Regions from separate parts of the Sus scrofa genome. Here region 1 is linked to region 2. A link is a contact called in public HiChIP or PLAC-seq data. All regions are on one chromosome and are shown on one strand. The core of a region is the stretch at or near the end of the contact, and the rest is flanking DNA. Distances in the headings are between cores, read along the strand shown.

The links. HiChIP or PLAC-seq counts read pairs in DNA pulled down with a chosen protein or histone mark.
Region 1: an H3K27ac HiChIP or PLAC-seq map of skeletal muscle shows a contact between it and region 2, with 4 times the contacts expected there. The contact joins two enhancer-like sites. A contact is called at or near these places in 2 of 47 Hi-C or Micro-C datasets (heart right ventricle and skeletal muscle) and 1 of 2 datasets of contacts at active chromatin or transcription factors (skeletal muscle).

What each region holds. Positions count from the first base shown.
Region 1 is chr8:40,443,776-40,451,488 of Sscrofa11.1, reverse strand. The region is part of intron 1 of LNX1 (E3 ubiquitin-protein ligase LNX); the gene reads left to right. Among named protein-coding and RNA genes, the nearest start is that of LNX1, 25 kb to the left of the region's middle. Within about 2 kb of position 3,043, at least 15 of the 83 cell types and tissues checked have an H3K27ac peak or open chromatin away from gene starts, as enhancers often do. A contact at or near this core is called in skeletal muscle, where this site is marked.
Region 2 is chr8:40,314,310-40,322,230 of Sscrofa11.1, reverse strand. All of the region lies in intron 6 of LNX1 (E3 ubiquitin-protein ligase LNX), which reads left to right. Among named protein-coding and RNA genes, the nearest start is that of LNX1, 150 kb to the left of the region's middle. Within about 2 kb of position 3,845, at least 6 of the 83 cell types and tissues checked have an H3K27ac peak or open chromatin away from gene starts, as enhancers often do. A contact at or near this core is called in skeletal muscle, where this site is marked.

The sequences.
Region 1 (7,713 bases), core at 1,794-4,293, 130 kb before region 2:
GGGAAGTCAGATGCATTTCATGTGGAAATTTAAGCAGCCCAAAGAGGCCCACATGAAGAGGAAATGAGGCCTCCTGTGAGCAGCTGGCACTAATATGTCAGCAGTGGGAGTGAGCCACCATGCTGGCAGATCCTCCATCCCAGTCACATCTTCAAATGACTTCAGCCCCAGCCAGCATGGGCCTACAGCCTCGTGAGGGTCCCCCAGGCCCCCAGAACCACTCAGCCAAGCCATTCCCTAATTCCTGGTCCATAGAAACTGAGAGATAGAAAGTAGTTTTTTTTTTCCTATTTTTTTAAAGTCTTACTGAAGTATAGTTTATTTACCATGTTGTGATCATTTTTGCTCTACAGCAAAGTGATTCACTTATGCACACACAGGTTAGTGTTATTTTAAGCCACTAAAATTTAGTGATTTGTTATACAATATTAGACAATGAGTAAAAGATGCAAATAATTTGTGACCTGTATAAGTGTGTGTATACACACAAATAAATATTGTCTGTCTATCCACCTAATGATTTCCCTAGAGACTGGAAATAAGGGTGTGTATGTATGTGTGTGTTATTGTTCTGGTTATCGTTCTTGTTATTGGGCACTAAGGGGCAGGCAAACATACTTTTTAGTTGAAGCCTCTTTTTTCTTCATATTTGCTTATGGTTTTTTACTAAGAATGTTTTACTTCTATAATTCTTTACTGAAAAAATAATTCAAGGAGTTCCCTTTGTGGCTCCATGGGTTAAGGACCTGACATTGTCTCTGTGAGGATGCAGGTTCGATTCGTGGCCTCCCTCAGTGGATTAAGGATCCAGTGTTGCTGCAACCTGCAGCATAGGTCGCAGATGCAGCTTGGAACTGGTGTTGCCATGGCCATGGCATAGGCCTGCAGCTGCAGCTCTAATTGGACCCCCAGCCGGGGAACTTCCATATGCCACCAGTGTGGACATTTAAAAAAAAGAATTAAAAAATAATTTGATATTTCAAAGCATTTGTATGTACACATGGATATGAGCAACCTGGCTGGAGAAGAAAGTCCAAATCCGTTGACGTGTCTGTAGAGGCCATCTGGTACAAATGCCTTGGAATTTCAGCTCTAGTAACTGTAACACATGCCCCTAGAATGTGAGCACAGGCTCAGTGTGCCGAGATGAACTTTGCGATCGAGGACAGCGTTGAAGCTACAGAAATAAGGCAACTGCAATGAAATTTCAGCATCCGGTTCCCTTTTGAATGAGACTTTCCCAACCTCGTCACTGAGAGGCAGTTAGCACCTACAGCTGGATCGAGTTTAGGACACTGAGAGTCTGTTTGAAAAAAAAAAACCAAACACAAAATGGGGTCCAGCTGTCTGAACCAGTTTAGAGAACTCCACATGTAAGACAGAATGCTCCTCTGTGTTTTCCAATGGCTTTTTCATTGCAGTGTGGTTTCAAAAATCAACCGACCCGGTCAATTAATCAGAATGAGGAATCTAAAGCCTTTTGTCCCCTGAAAATAGAGACAAGTGTCATGGGATCTTGGGATTTTTTTTCTGCAGTCTGAAATCACTCCACCAGTTCCTTTCTGGGTTGCAAGAAATCTGAGTGGCCCTCACATTGTTATTTTCATTCGTAGCATTTATTATTGCTGTTTATTAATTATTTATCAAGTATTGACAAGTATGCTCAGGGCTAGACTCACAGTTCTAGAGGAGACTATATGTCTTTGCCTAAGAGATTCAAGTTCAGTCCCCTTCTCTATGATGGTTCCAGAATGTTCAGTATTTAGTCTTAGAGGATTTCACAGAGCCCTGAAAGACACAGTTTCACCTCAAAGAGAAATATCCCTAACTTTCATAAAAGCATGGACTGAAGAAATATATGTGTAAAGATGACATCTTCCTGACCCCTGGGGGTCATAACCAGATTGCTCAGAATTTCTAATATTTGTGACTTAGTGGAAGAGTTTAAGTCTATGTATTCTTTCTACTCCGATTGAAAACATAAGAGACATTGCAAAGAAAATTAGGTTTTTTCTTGATGTTAAAAGCTCCTCTTATGTACCCTCTTGGCCACACTCTTTCCCCAAATCCCCTTCAAGATAGTGATCCAGGGCACCTAATGGGTATAAATATGAAAAAGACAGCCTTTTCCCAGGGATTTCAAATCATTTTGCCAAGGACCAATTAGAAGCCACTGCCAAGTAATTTGGAATTTCCAGTATGCAGGTTTGAGAGCTGGATATCCGACTCACAGGCCCAGCTCCAGGGCTCACTGTGGTTTTGAGCAAGCCCCTATATCCTTCTAGGCCTGTTCCCTTCAACAATATGATACTTCGTTGTGAGCAAAGCATTGCAAAACTATTATTACACGGATGACAAAAGTGTAGAGCAGAAATCCTACGGAGTTCCTGTCGTGGCTCAGTGATAACAAACCCAACTGGTATCCATGAGGATGCAGGTTCAACCCCTGGCCTCAGTGGGATCAGGGGGTTAAGGATCCAGCATTGCTGTGAGCTGTGGTGTAGGTCGCAGACGTGGCTAGAATCCCATGTTGCTGTGGCTGTGGTATAGGCTGGCAACTGTAGCTCCAATTGGACCCCTAGCCTGGGAACCTCCATATGCCGCAGGTGTGGCCCTAAAAAGACAAAAAAAAAATAAAAAAAAGAAAAAAAGAAAAAAAAGAAAAAGAAAGAAAGAAAAGAAATCCTAGGTACAGAGATAGAATGCATGGCTGTGTGCCTTTGTTTGGGCTGACTCAAGAGCAAAGCTGCTTAATATAAAATTCAAAAAGGAGCTTTCCTGGGTTTTGTTGAAAAATCTAGGATGTAGAAAGATTTCATTTTGACGCTGGTTTTAGAGACAAGGCAAACACCTGATTTACACACTTTCTAATTCCAGTGTGAGATTTATTTTCACGTGCCTTTTATACATAAGTAGAGAAAAGTTGTTTATAAAAGAAACAAGTTAAAACATGAGTTACTGAGGTTAGCGGGAAGGGTTGCTCAACCTTCTGGCTGAGCAAGGGGGATCTTAATATAGCATCTGCCTTCGGAGGAGCTAGATTGACAGCGATGCAGAGCTTCCTGCCGTCGTCTTCCCTGAACTATGAGACCCACAAAAGTCTGATTCCTCCAGCCAGTGAGAGGGACGAAAGTGGAAGCAAGAAAGCAGAGGCCTGTGTCAGCTGGCCCACCGTCCCCACACGGCCTGCCTGTAACAGGGAGACAGGCTTCATAGGCCTGCCCTCCCTTTATCTGAGCTCGCCAGACAAAATCCAAGAGACAAAGGGACAGGGAACTAGAGTCGATATCATGTAATAACCTATAATGGAAAAGGATCTGAAAAAGAATACACACACCCCATATAAGTATATGTATGTATATATGCATATACATATACGTGTGTGTGTATATATATAACTGAATCATTTTGTTGTATAACCTGAAATGTTGTACATCAACTATACTTCAGTTTTAAAAAATGCTTTTAAAGGAAAAAAAAGAGGCAAAGGGAAAAAGGCCAATGCTTTTTTTTTTTTTTTTTTTTTTTTTTTTGTCTTCTTAGCGCCGCACCCTTGGCATATGGATGTTTCCAGGCTAGGGTTCGAATCAGAGCTGCAGCCTCTGGCCTACACCACAGCCATAGCAATGCCAGATCCGAGATGCATCTGGGACCCACACAACATTAGATCCTCAACCCACTGAGCAAGGCCAGGGATTGAACCCGCGTCCTCATGGATACTATTAGAATTTGCTGCTGCTGAGCCACGACGGGAACTCCCAGGTCCATTGCTTTTTAATGCAGCAGCCCAGAACTCAGGGCCCAGGGAAGGACCTGATCTCTGTCTTACCAATCAGATTGGTCATTACCCGTCTTCTTGGGAGCAGCAAGAGGGGAGCAGGGGTGGTAGTCGGCAGTGTGCGGTTCCAGATTGCTCCTTCCTGGGGAATGAGATGGACGTTCCTTCTGAAATACAAACAGGAAAATAAATCTTTTCCTCATCGCCTCATCACAACTAGTACAAGCCCTGTGTAAATCAACCATCTCCTGGCCCTTCCCAACACCATCCTCACTGGGATGGGATGTAAGATGAGAGGCCGGAGAGGGTGTGTCTATATTTGAAAACTCATATGAAACACAATGTGGGCCATTCCCACTTAGGAAGAATTTTTGTTCTGAGAGGTTTGTTTCTTCATTTTGGGGCTGGGGGGGATGTTGGTTGTTGGAATTTGGAACACATTTTTCTCCATAAACTGATATTGCAAATCTAAGTGGTGTTTGGTTTTCCAAAGCTGGCCCCCCAGTTTTTTTTTGTTGTTGTTTTTTTTTTTTTTTTGTAACAGTACAGTTTCTGCTCTGCCCTGTTGTTTTCATGGGGAACAAATTACAAAACCTAACAGGCAGGAGTTCCTGTTGTGGTGCAGCAGTAAACGAATCCAGCTAGTATTCATGAGGATGCGGGTTCAATTCCTGGCCTTGCTCAGTGGGTTAAGGATCCACCGTTGCCATGAGCTGTGGTATAGGTTGCAGATACAGCTTGGATCTGGCGTTGCTGTGGCTGTGGTGTAGGCTGGCAGCTGTGGGAACTTGCATATGCCACGGTGTGGCCCTAAAAAGACAAAAATAAATAAATAAATAAATAAAAGAAATGTCCAGAATAAGCAAATCTTAAAACAAAACAAAATGCACCTAACAGGGAAAGTCACGAATACATTCGTCCTGGGTCTGCACCCATCTGCCCCTGCTTCTTACCACACCCCTACCCCACCTTTCCCTGGACTGTGGGACATCAGCCCTGAAGCAATAGCAAGCAATTCCTTGGAGGGAGAATTTAGCCAGATTCTGGAAGACCACAGTTATTTGCTAATTCTCTACATCTCCACAGGGAAAACTATATCTGCGTCTGAACAAGAACAAGTAAGCCCCTTTCAACAGCTATTGAAGAAACTCTTCCTTAAGTGAGCTGAATTGAGAGCGGAAAAAAAATTCTCCTTCAATTACTCGTGCTTTATTTGGCTGGAAAAAAAAAAAATGGAACCTGTTAGGTACCAGGCTCTAGACGTGTAATTGTGAAGACAATAGACACGGGTCCTGCTTTCATGGAATGAAACCTAATTCTAGACGGAGGGGTAGGTATAGGAGGGTAAACTATGTACATTATATATGAAGCACATAGGCAAATAAATAATATACTTACAGTCTCATCAGGTACTACAAAGAAGGAGTTTCTGTTGTAGCCCTGACTAGTGTCCGTGAGGATGTGGGTTCAAACCCCTGGCCTCGCTCAGTGGGTTAAGGATCCCACGTTGCCGTGACTGTGGTGTAGACCAGCAGCTGCCATAACTGTGGTGTAGACCAGCAGACCCCTAGCCTGGGAACGTCCATATGCCGTGGGCCCTAAAAAGACAGAAAGAAAAAAAGAAAGAAGGAAGAAAGAAAGAAAGAAAGAAAGAAAGAAAGAAAGAAAGAAAGAGAAAGAGAGAAAGAGAGAAAGAGAGAAAGAGAGAAAGAAAGAAAGAAAGAAAAAGAGAGAAAGAGAGAAAGAGAAAGAAAAAGAAAGAAAGAACGAACGAACAGAGGAAATGGGTGTGGAGGGGATGTGTCTCTAGGAAATACCATTTGAACTGAGACCTGGAAGATGAGAGTTAGGCAGGGAAGAGGGAGATTGTGTGCTGCTTTTGGCAGGGAAGGTGAATGAGGATGGGGGTGGGGGCGGGTGGATGGAGGTCAGGACAAGCCAGTCCAGGAATAGCAAAACCATGAGATGGAGAAAAGCTTTGAGTGTTTGAGAAACTGACAGAAAGCGAGGGTCGCCGAGGTAACGTTGGAGAGGTGAACAGGAATCAAATTATGCCAAAGCCTTACAGGCCAAGTCAGGGATTTTATATTTCCTCCTTATTGCCCTGGAAAGCTTGAGGCTTTTAGGGAGGCTCATGGCATAATCGGAATTACTTTTTTTATTTTTAATTTTTTTAAATTTATTTTTAATTTTTTAAATTAATTTATTTTGTTTTTTTGGTCTTTTTGTCTTTTTAGGGATGCACTCGCGGTGTATGGAGGTTCCCAGGCTAGGGGTCCAATTGGAGCTGTAGCCACCGGTCTATGCCACAGCCACAGCAATGCAGGATCCGAGCCGAATCTGCGACCTACACCACAGCTCACGGCAACAATGCATCCTTAACCCACTGAGCAAGGCCAGGGATTGAACTCTCGTCTTCATGGGTGGTAGTTGGGTTTGCTAACCACTGAGCCATGACGGGAACTCCTGAATTAATTTTTTTAAAAGTCGAGTCTGGTTTGAGAGCATACTTATGGTCACCAAAGGGGACAAGGGGGGCAGGGATGGCCTGGGGGTCTAGGATTGGTATATGCACATTGGGGTATGTGGGACGACTGGCCAATGGGGACCTGCTGCATAGCACAGGGACCTCTACCCAATATGCTGTGATAATCTATGTGGGAAAAGACTCTGAAAAAAGAATGGATGTATGTACATGTGTAACTGAATAGCATGCTTTGTGTGGTACAGCAGAAACTTGGTAAATCCATTATACTGCAATAAAACTTTAAAAAATAAAATAAAAAATCTAGTCTGGGAGTTCCCTTGTGACACAGCCTGTTAAGGATCTGGCATTGTGACTGCAGTGGCTTAGGTGGCTGCTGTGGCACAGGTTCAACCCCTGGCCCAGGAACCTCCAGGTGCCACAGGCTTGGTCAAGATAAAATAAAATAAAAAGTCTAGTCTGGATGGGATGCAAAGGACAGATTTGGTAGCAGGACTCGGGGCAAGAAGGGCAGCTGGAAACAATTTAGGCGATGACTTGGTCATCCAGGTGGAGCTGTTGGAGGGGTGGGCTGTGGTGGTAGTGGAAACAGAAGCAGTGGTTGCAGTTGATATATATGTTGGAGGTGGAGTTGACAGGAGTTGTCATGGATTGGACGTGGGACAAGAGGGTCAAGCTGGAGCACTTGGGTAGCCGAAAGGACCATTGGCTGAGAGGGAAACAGGAAGAGGGGTAGGAAGAGGGGACCAGTTGGCTGTGGTGGGCAGAGTTGGAGATGGTGGTGAGACTCTGAGAATGTGGTCAGAGTCTCAGAAGAGAAGTTGGAACCAGAGACAAATATGGAAACTGCTGGCACAGAGATGGTATTTAAAGCCTCATGGGGTTCCTGTTGTGGCTCAGTAAGTTAAGAACCCAGCCAGTATCCATGAGGATGCAGGTTTGATCCCTGGCCTCGCTCAGTGGGTTAAGAATCCGGGGTTGCCATAATCTGCGAAGTAGGTTGCAGATGCGGCTGGGATCTCAGGTTGCCAGGCAGTTGTAGCTCCAATTGGATCCCTAGCCTGGGAACTTCCCTATGCTGCAGGTGTGGCCTTAAAAAGAAAAAAAATAGGAGTTCCTGTCATGGTGCAGTGGTTAATGAATCCGACCAGGAACCTCAAGGTTGTGGGTTCAATCCCTGGCCTTGTTCAGTGGGTTAAGGATTCAGCGTTGCTGTGAGCTGTGGTGTAGGTTGCAGATGCGGCTCAGATCCCGCGTTGCTGTGGCTCTGGCATAGGCTGGTGGCTACAGCTCCGATTCGACCCCTAGCCTGGGAACCTCCATATGCTGAGGGAGCAGCCCTAGAAAAAGCAAAAAAGACAAAAAAGCCAAAAAAAAGAAAAGAAAAAAGAAAAAAAAAAAAAGCCTCAGCGTGGAACTCTGGACTTCCCACTGACTCTCCCGTTTGTGG
Region 2 (7,921 bases), core at 2,596-5,095:
ATATAGCTGGGGACCTTCTGGGAAGGAGACAGTGGACAACTCCCTCATCCAGATCTAGCCTCAGGCAGCTTCGCTTGGCACAGAGCCCCTGTGGCCCCATCCATACCAGAGGGAGCCCTTAACTGTGCGGTTTCTGTAAAGCACCAGAGCTCCTTTGATGGAGCAGGATGGCTACATGGCTGATCTGATTATAGTCAGGAAATCTACCATATTTAGAGTAGAAAAAAATTGAAACAGATTAAGCCCTTGGAACTGACTCCACTTTCAGTGGGACCAAGTTGATTTCGTCGTCTTTCTGGATCTCCTTCAACCAAGCAGCTCTGTGGGACTTGGCCAGATGACACTGCACGAGTGTCAATGGGCTGTTTGGCTTTACTCCCTCTGATTAGTTCCAGAAGTTGCAGAACACGTTGTCCCTGCTGAGGGTCTGCAGTTGCCTTTTTTTTTCCCTCTCTCTCCCTTTCTACCCCAAAAGGGCCCTTCTTCCAATGTGTTCATGTTCTGCCGTTCCTGGACATGTGAAAATCATGGGCTAGATGCTAATGATGCCTGCTTTGTGAACTTGTGGGTCGTGTCCCCAGGGAGCTGCACACCTGCAAGTTTGAAAGCTCTTTCAATCACAGTTTTTGAATCACAGATGAATCAAGAAAGACGCAGGCTGCATGGGGACGAACCTTTAACCAAACACATGCCATGATACTAGGCGTAAGCTATCCGGCAGAGCAAGCCAGTGGACTGACTTTTCTAAAATGTCAGACTTAGAGTTTCTGTGGTGGCGCAAAGGAAATGAATCTGACTAGTATCCATGAAGGTACAGGTTCAATCCCTGGCCTCGTTCAGCGGGTTGGGGGTCTGGTGCTGCCATGAGCTTGCGGTGTGCGTCACAGACATGACTCACATCCCACGTTGCTGGGGCTGTGATGTAGGCCGGCAGCTGCAGCTCTGATTCGACCCCTAGCCTGGGAACTTCCATATGCTACAGATGTGGCCCTAAAAAAGCAAAAAAATAAATAAAATGTAAGACCTACTCAGATTAACTGGACCTGAACTGCCATTTGGTGGGTCTCCAGAGATGAACCCTGATCTATTCGGAAAGGAAGCACAGGGGTTGTGATCTCATACCGCATCTCCAATTATGTGTCTCTCCCTGGCATTTTACCTGGGGTTGGTAGGAGCCCCAGTGCAGCAGAACTTAAGGAGGCGCTGTTCCTTGTAGCAAAAGACAGTGCTGCCCAAGGTATTTTTCTGTCACTGCCAATCCTGGCTCTTTGGCTTGAAGATGAGGTCCCACCCAACATAGGGGATTTGTGGCCAGTCGAGGAGAAAATGGTGCAGATACAGCTGATAGCATAGTGTCCCAGTCCCAGGAGCCATTAGACACCCATCCTGAGGCCCCTGTGTATTCCTCACTCTCCCTTCCTCTCTGTTCTGGGCGCTGGGCTTGTGAGTGTGTTTTTGTGATTGTGGGTTTGGTTTTTTTATTGATGTATAGTTGATTTGAAATATTATGTTAGTTTCTGCTGTACAGCAAAGTGATTCAGTTACACAGACACACACACACATATATACACTCTTTTTTTGTAATCTTTTCCATTCCCGTCTATCACAGGATATTGAATGTAATTCCCTGTGCTATACAATAGTACCTCGTTGTTTATCCATTCTGTATATAATAGTTTGCATCTGCTAATCCCCAAACTCCCAATCCATCCTTCCCCCTTGGCAACCGCAATTCTGCTCTTTATGTCTGTAAGTCTCTTTGTTTTACAAATAAGTTCACTTGTGTCATATTTTAGATTCTACGTATAAGAGATATGTGATATTTGTCTCTGTCTGACTTGTCTCACTTAGTATGATTGTCTCAAAGTCCATCCATGTTGCTATAAATGATGTAATAATGGCCTTGTTTAATTCTTTTTATGGCTGCATAGTATTCCATTGTATATACCTACCACATTTTCTTTATCCATTCATCTGTTGATGGACATTTAGGTTTTTTTCATGTTTTAGCAGCACTGTTCACAATAGTATGAACATAGGGGTGCATGTATCTTTTTGAATTATAGTTTTCTCTGGATATATGCCCAGGATGGAATTGCTGGACATATGATAGCTCTATTTTTAGATTTTTTTGTCTTTTTTTAGGGCCACACCTGTAGCATATGGAGGTTCCCAGGCTAGGGGTTGAATCAGATCTGCAGCTGCCAGCCTACACCACAGCCACAATGTCAGATCCCAGCCATGTCTGCCACCTACACCACAGTCACAGCAATACCAGATCCTTAACCTGCTGGGCAAGGCCACAGATTGAACCCACGTCCTCATGGATACTACTTCTTTTCAGGTGTCTCGGATCACCTGTGTCACTGACTTCCCCATATCATCACCTGAAAAGAAGGAACTAGATGGACCAGATTGGGTATTTTTATAAGGAAGGAATGCTACTCATTGAAAGCTCTTTCCATTTTCAGTTACAAGGACCTTCTCTTCCTTGGCTGTGTGACAGAGTGTGGTTTGGTAGGACTCTTAGCAGATAGGCAAGCAGTGCAAAGGAAAGTTCTAGGGACTTCCCACCTCTGAGGGGCTCAGGCATCACTGAGTCTCGTGAGTCTGATGGCAGAGCTTGGTGTTGGGTACAGAATTGACTTTGAGGAGTTTTACCATGGATCAGTGGTTAACAAACCCGACTATTATCCACTGTGAGGATGTGGATTCAATCCCTGGCCTCGATCAATGGGTTAAAGATCCGGCATTGCCGTGAGCTGTGGTGTAGGTCACAGACACAGCTCGGATCTCACGTTGCTCTGGCTGTGACATAGGCCAGCAGCTATACCTCCAATTCGACCGCTGGCTTGGGAACCTCCATATGCCATGGGTGCAGCCCTAAAAAGACAAAAGACCAAAAAAAAATTGAGTTAATGGGGAGACAGAGTGTGAGAGGATACTGATGGAGCCTGAGATGTGGCTCTATCCCAGTCCTTTGTAACTTCTCACTGTGTGTGCACGTGCACAGCTATAAAAGGAATAAAACTAATCAATGCTGTCCAAAGAGCCAGCAGCATCTGGCTACCCACTGATAGCGACACTACGGCCTCCCTCCCTTCTCCACCCAGGAACCCAGACTGCACGTAGGGTTAGAAATTGGCCCTCAGATTAAAAAAATGCATTCAATTAAGGAAGGGTGGAGCTAAGGCTATTGTACACACAGGACTTCAAGGGTGTTGTTTACCATTTTGAAACATTTATAGGCATGCTCATAATTCCTTTTTAATTTGCTGGGTGTTTGCATAAAAAGTGCCAAGGGTTCACGCAAGTTGGCTGCCTTTAAATGTGTATCTTTTTCACATGGTTTAAGGCAAATCCATTTTAATAGGAAAGCTGGTGTACCTTTCCAACTACTACCCTAAAATGCAAAGAGAACAGACCTAGAGGTGAGTCTTTTCACTAGCAGTGTGTCAATGCCTGACTCAGCCTAGAAATAAAGCAATAAATAAAAAAGTAGATTTTCCTAAATAATTAGGAAGTGAATGCTGCTCAAATCATGTCAGCAATACTTAAAATTTACTACCAGCAGTGAAAATCACGATGCTGGTGTTGGAGCAGAAATTCCACCCTGATACTAATATTTGCATCATAGTGTAATACATGTAATCTCCCCCATCTTCAGTGGTGGTGTTCAGCCAAGCCAATGCATCATTAGGCGGGGAATCAAGGAAGAGGAAGAGAACCAGCTAATTATAGAAAAACAAGGGAGTGATTTCTCATGAACATTTTGTTCTTCCTCAGTGCAATCAAGGGCTCTTGAGAGGCATTTAAAACATTCATTCAAGGAAGCTGTGTCGCATCAGTATCTAAAATTTTCTGTAAAGAAGTGACGTGGGAACAGAAGCACTGGACCAGGCATGTTTGTTGTGGCCTGAGATCTAATCCGGAGCTGGTAAATCAGGACTGCTAAACGAGTTTTTATAAGGCACGATTACAGAACAGTCTGTGTTCTAGGACAAAGGTGGAAGAAAAGGTGGAAATGGTTTTAGGTCAAGACTTGCTTGTGGTCTAGGAAATACTCTATTCAGGAACATTTCTAGATGCTTTACAGTGGCCATTTGGTCCTTGTCTACCAACGCAAGAGCCTCCCGGGGGACACCCTCAGGGGCTGGATCTCTTTTGTTAGAATCATCTTACAAAATTTCCTGAGAAGTGCAGTGAGAATCTCTTCATCTTCACTGGGTGATGGGTGGCTTCAGTTTAACTGCAGTTCCCATGAGATTCTCATGAGAGTTTGACGTGAATGTGAGACAATAGGAGGTATATTCACAAACAGATGGCATTGTGTTTGTGTAGAAATGGCCTTGGTTATTCTCTACATATTTCCTCTTGGTTCAATTGGGATAGCCCAAAAAAAAAAAAAAATTAGGAAAGCCATGCTACCCTGTTATGTGGAGTAACTAATAAAACTATAGTAAGATAGTTCTAGGGTATTAAATGCTTACTAAAAGCAAGTGGAAAGACTTCAGTTCAGGGTTAAGTGATTGACCCACCCAACTTACACTACTGCCATCCCTGAAAACCTCTCAGAAGCATTGGCCTTGACTAAGTCTACTACTCCAATATTTGAGGTTCCCCTTTCTGCAAAATGGGAATGATGGTGATTTTATCAACAGTTACCAGGTGCTACACCAAATGTAGAATAAAGAGACTCCCAGTCCCACATGCTCCTGAGCAGAGCCAATAGATGAATGAGAAACAGGAAATGAAAGAGGAGAGATGTGGCTGAAGGGGGGATTGACTGAGACGTACTTGGTGTCCATACAGTCCTCGGATAGGGGAGCCGACTCAGGGATGTGGGCTGACCATTGAGCCAACTCCTATCTATGCCCCTGGCTTCCCTCATTGCATTCTAATCGATATCAAGAGAACATGTTTTTTTACAGTCGATAATGTTTACCTTTGAGAACATTAACGTGCTGTATTTTTTAAATTTTTATTGAAATACAGTTGATTTACAATATTGTGTTTCGGGTGTACAGCAAAGTGATTCAGTTTTATATATAATAATATTTGTTCTCTTTATAAATATGTATGTATATGAATATATATATTTTTTCTTTTAGATTCCTTTCCATTACAGGTTATTGCAAGATGTTGAGCATAGTTCCCTGTGCTATACAGCAGGTTTTTGTTGGTTATCTGTTTTATAGATAGCAGAGTGTATATTTTAATCCCAAACTCCTAGGTTATCCCTCCCCCACACAAGATGCTATTTGAAAGTGTTCGCTCATAGAATAGAATGGGTAAAACGAATAACAACATTCAGTCATTACCATGTCATGAGCCAGTTTGTTTTATTGGATTGATCTTCCATGTGCCCCTAGGGATACACAGAGGAAAATGGTTTGCTCTTCTATAGGGAGGGGAGAGATTCCACTTGTGGCCACATGGAGACGCAGGTCTTATGTCATGGAAATAATAACACTTTTAGGAGAAAGACAACAATTGCAGTTGAATTTGCAGAAAGGAGAGAAAGCATCATGCCTTAAGCAATCAAAACAGCAAAGCCTGGTTTCCATTGTTTATGGGGTCTACAGAGCCTAATAGTGTGTGATGGAAGTGGCAATATTAATGGGTCTCCTATGACTTTGAATATATCTTTTGTGTTCCTTTTTTTAAGTGTCTGAACATTTAAATTATGATGTAGAAAGAAAATCCTGCTTCTGTTTCTCTTCTGATTCTTTATAGCTATGAGGAGTCATAATTATCCACGAAAACGATCAACATCTTCCATCAGCTCCCTGACTTTATAAAAAAACATTTCTGTGCTCAACAGGTTAACGCTACTGGTTTCTTTTCTTCCACCTGCAAGCACGATGACGTCTTTCCACTTTAATTTTTTAAAAACTCCTGTCTCAGACATTCCCTCAATGATCCTTACAGCAGTGCAGCAAGTCAGGTCCAGCATTGCCATGGGCAAGAACACCAGGGCCCACAGAGATAGCAGCTTGGCTGCTGAGATGAGAGAGGAAAAAGTAGAACACAGATCATTTGACTCCTGATATGGTACTTTTTTTTTTTTTTTTTGTCTTTTTGCTATATCTTGGGCCGCTCCCGCGGCATATGGAGGTTCCCAGGCTAGGGGTCGAATTGGAGCTCTAGCCACCAGCCTATGCCAGAGCCACAGCAACGCTGGATCCGAGCCACGTCTGCAACCTACACCACAGCTCACAGCAACGCCGGATCGTTAACCCACTGAGCAAGGCAGGGACCGAACCCGCAACCTCATGGTTCCTAGTCAGATTCGTTAACCACTGCGCCACGACAGGAACTCCCCGCGATATGGTACTCTTGAGCACTGGAAAACAGTTGAGATGTTTCTTCTCATCTTAGGCTTCTCACAGAAGTCTTCTCATCCTTAGCCTTCTGTGGCACATCAAGTAACCAAAATGCAAGGCCCGGAAATAACGCATGTTCTTCCATGATCCACTTTTTTGTTTGTTTGTTTTTGTTCTTGTTTTTAGGGCACATGGAAGTTCCCAGCTAGGACACTGGACAATTGGAGCTGCAGCTGCCGGCCTATACCACAGCCACAGCAACATGGGATCCAAGCCATGTCTGCAATCTACACCACAGCTCATGGCAACGCCAGATCCTTAACCCGCTGAGCAAGGCCAGGGATCAAACCTGTGTCCTCATGGATACTAGTCAAGATTCATTTCCACTGCACCACAATGGGAACTCCCAATGATCCACTTACGACCTGCAGTTGAAAATAAGGCCTTCCCCAGAAGCATAGTGCACCAGAGAAGAGGTCCTGCAAACTCCCCAGAAGAATCAATTAAGCCAAGAAAACTGTAACAATGGGAAAATAAATTGGCAGTGGGGCTGAAAGGCCCTTGCTTTTTTGTGTGGGGTTGGTGGACCTTAAGCTCACTTATGCCCATGGTCCCATAAGTCCTATTAAAAGCCCTCCATGGATCTGAGAATGCAGGTTTGATCCCTGGTCAGTGGGTTAAGGATCCAGTGTTGCCATGAGCTGTGGTGTGGGTCACAGATGTGGCTCGGATCCCACGTCACTGTGGCTATGGTGTGTGCCGGCAGCTACAGCTCCAATTCGATCCCTAGCCTGGGAACTTTCACATGCCTCGGGTGCAGCCCTTAAAAAAAAAAAAAAACTATTGGTGAGTTCCCATCATGGCGCAGTAGTTAATGAATCCGACTAGGAACCCTGAGGTTGAGGGTTCAAGCCCTGGCCTTGCTCAGCTGTAGGCCGTGGCTACAGCTCCAATTTGACTCCTAGCCTGGGAACCTCCATATGCTGCAGGAAGCGGCCCTAAAAAAGGGAAAAAAACAAACAAAAAAAGCTATTGTCTTAGGGAGTCTAATTCCTAAGGGAATTCTCTGTTTAACAAGCTTATCCCATTGCTGTGTGCACCTTATTAGACCTCTTCATCCCTTTGAGCAGCCCATGTCCTCCAGCCCTTGCTTCCTTGGTCACCTAGAGAATTACCATGTCTTAAAAGTAAAGCCCAGTTCCTCCCTTTGCAGGCCAGGCCAACTGTGCTGCCCGGAAGGCAATTAACTGAATAAACAGTATTCTGCCCTGTGCTAGCGAGTGGCCCCCTGTGCTAGTGAGGGGACCCCTCTGTATCCAGGGCGCCTATGTGCTTCATAACAGTGCCCTTTTGGAAGGAAAGTCCCTGCCATTGAGGTATAACCCAGGAAAACACTAACAAGCTCCCCTGATGGAATCTTTAAGCCCAAAAGGGAGAAAGGGGAATCAGGGTGGCTGGCTTCCAGGCAGGGGGAATATTTAGAGCAGATGATGCTTAATAGCAACCCCTGGAAGCAGCCTGGAGCCTTCCCTGAGGGGAGGCTGGACCAGAATTCCTGGACAGGTGAGGCAGCCTGTGCGGAGCCCCATCGGCCT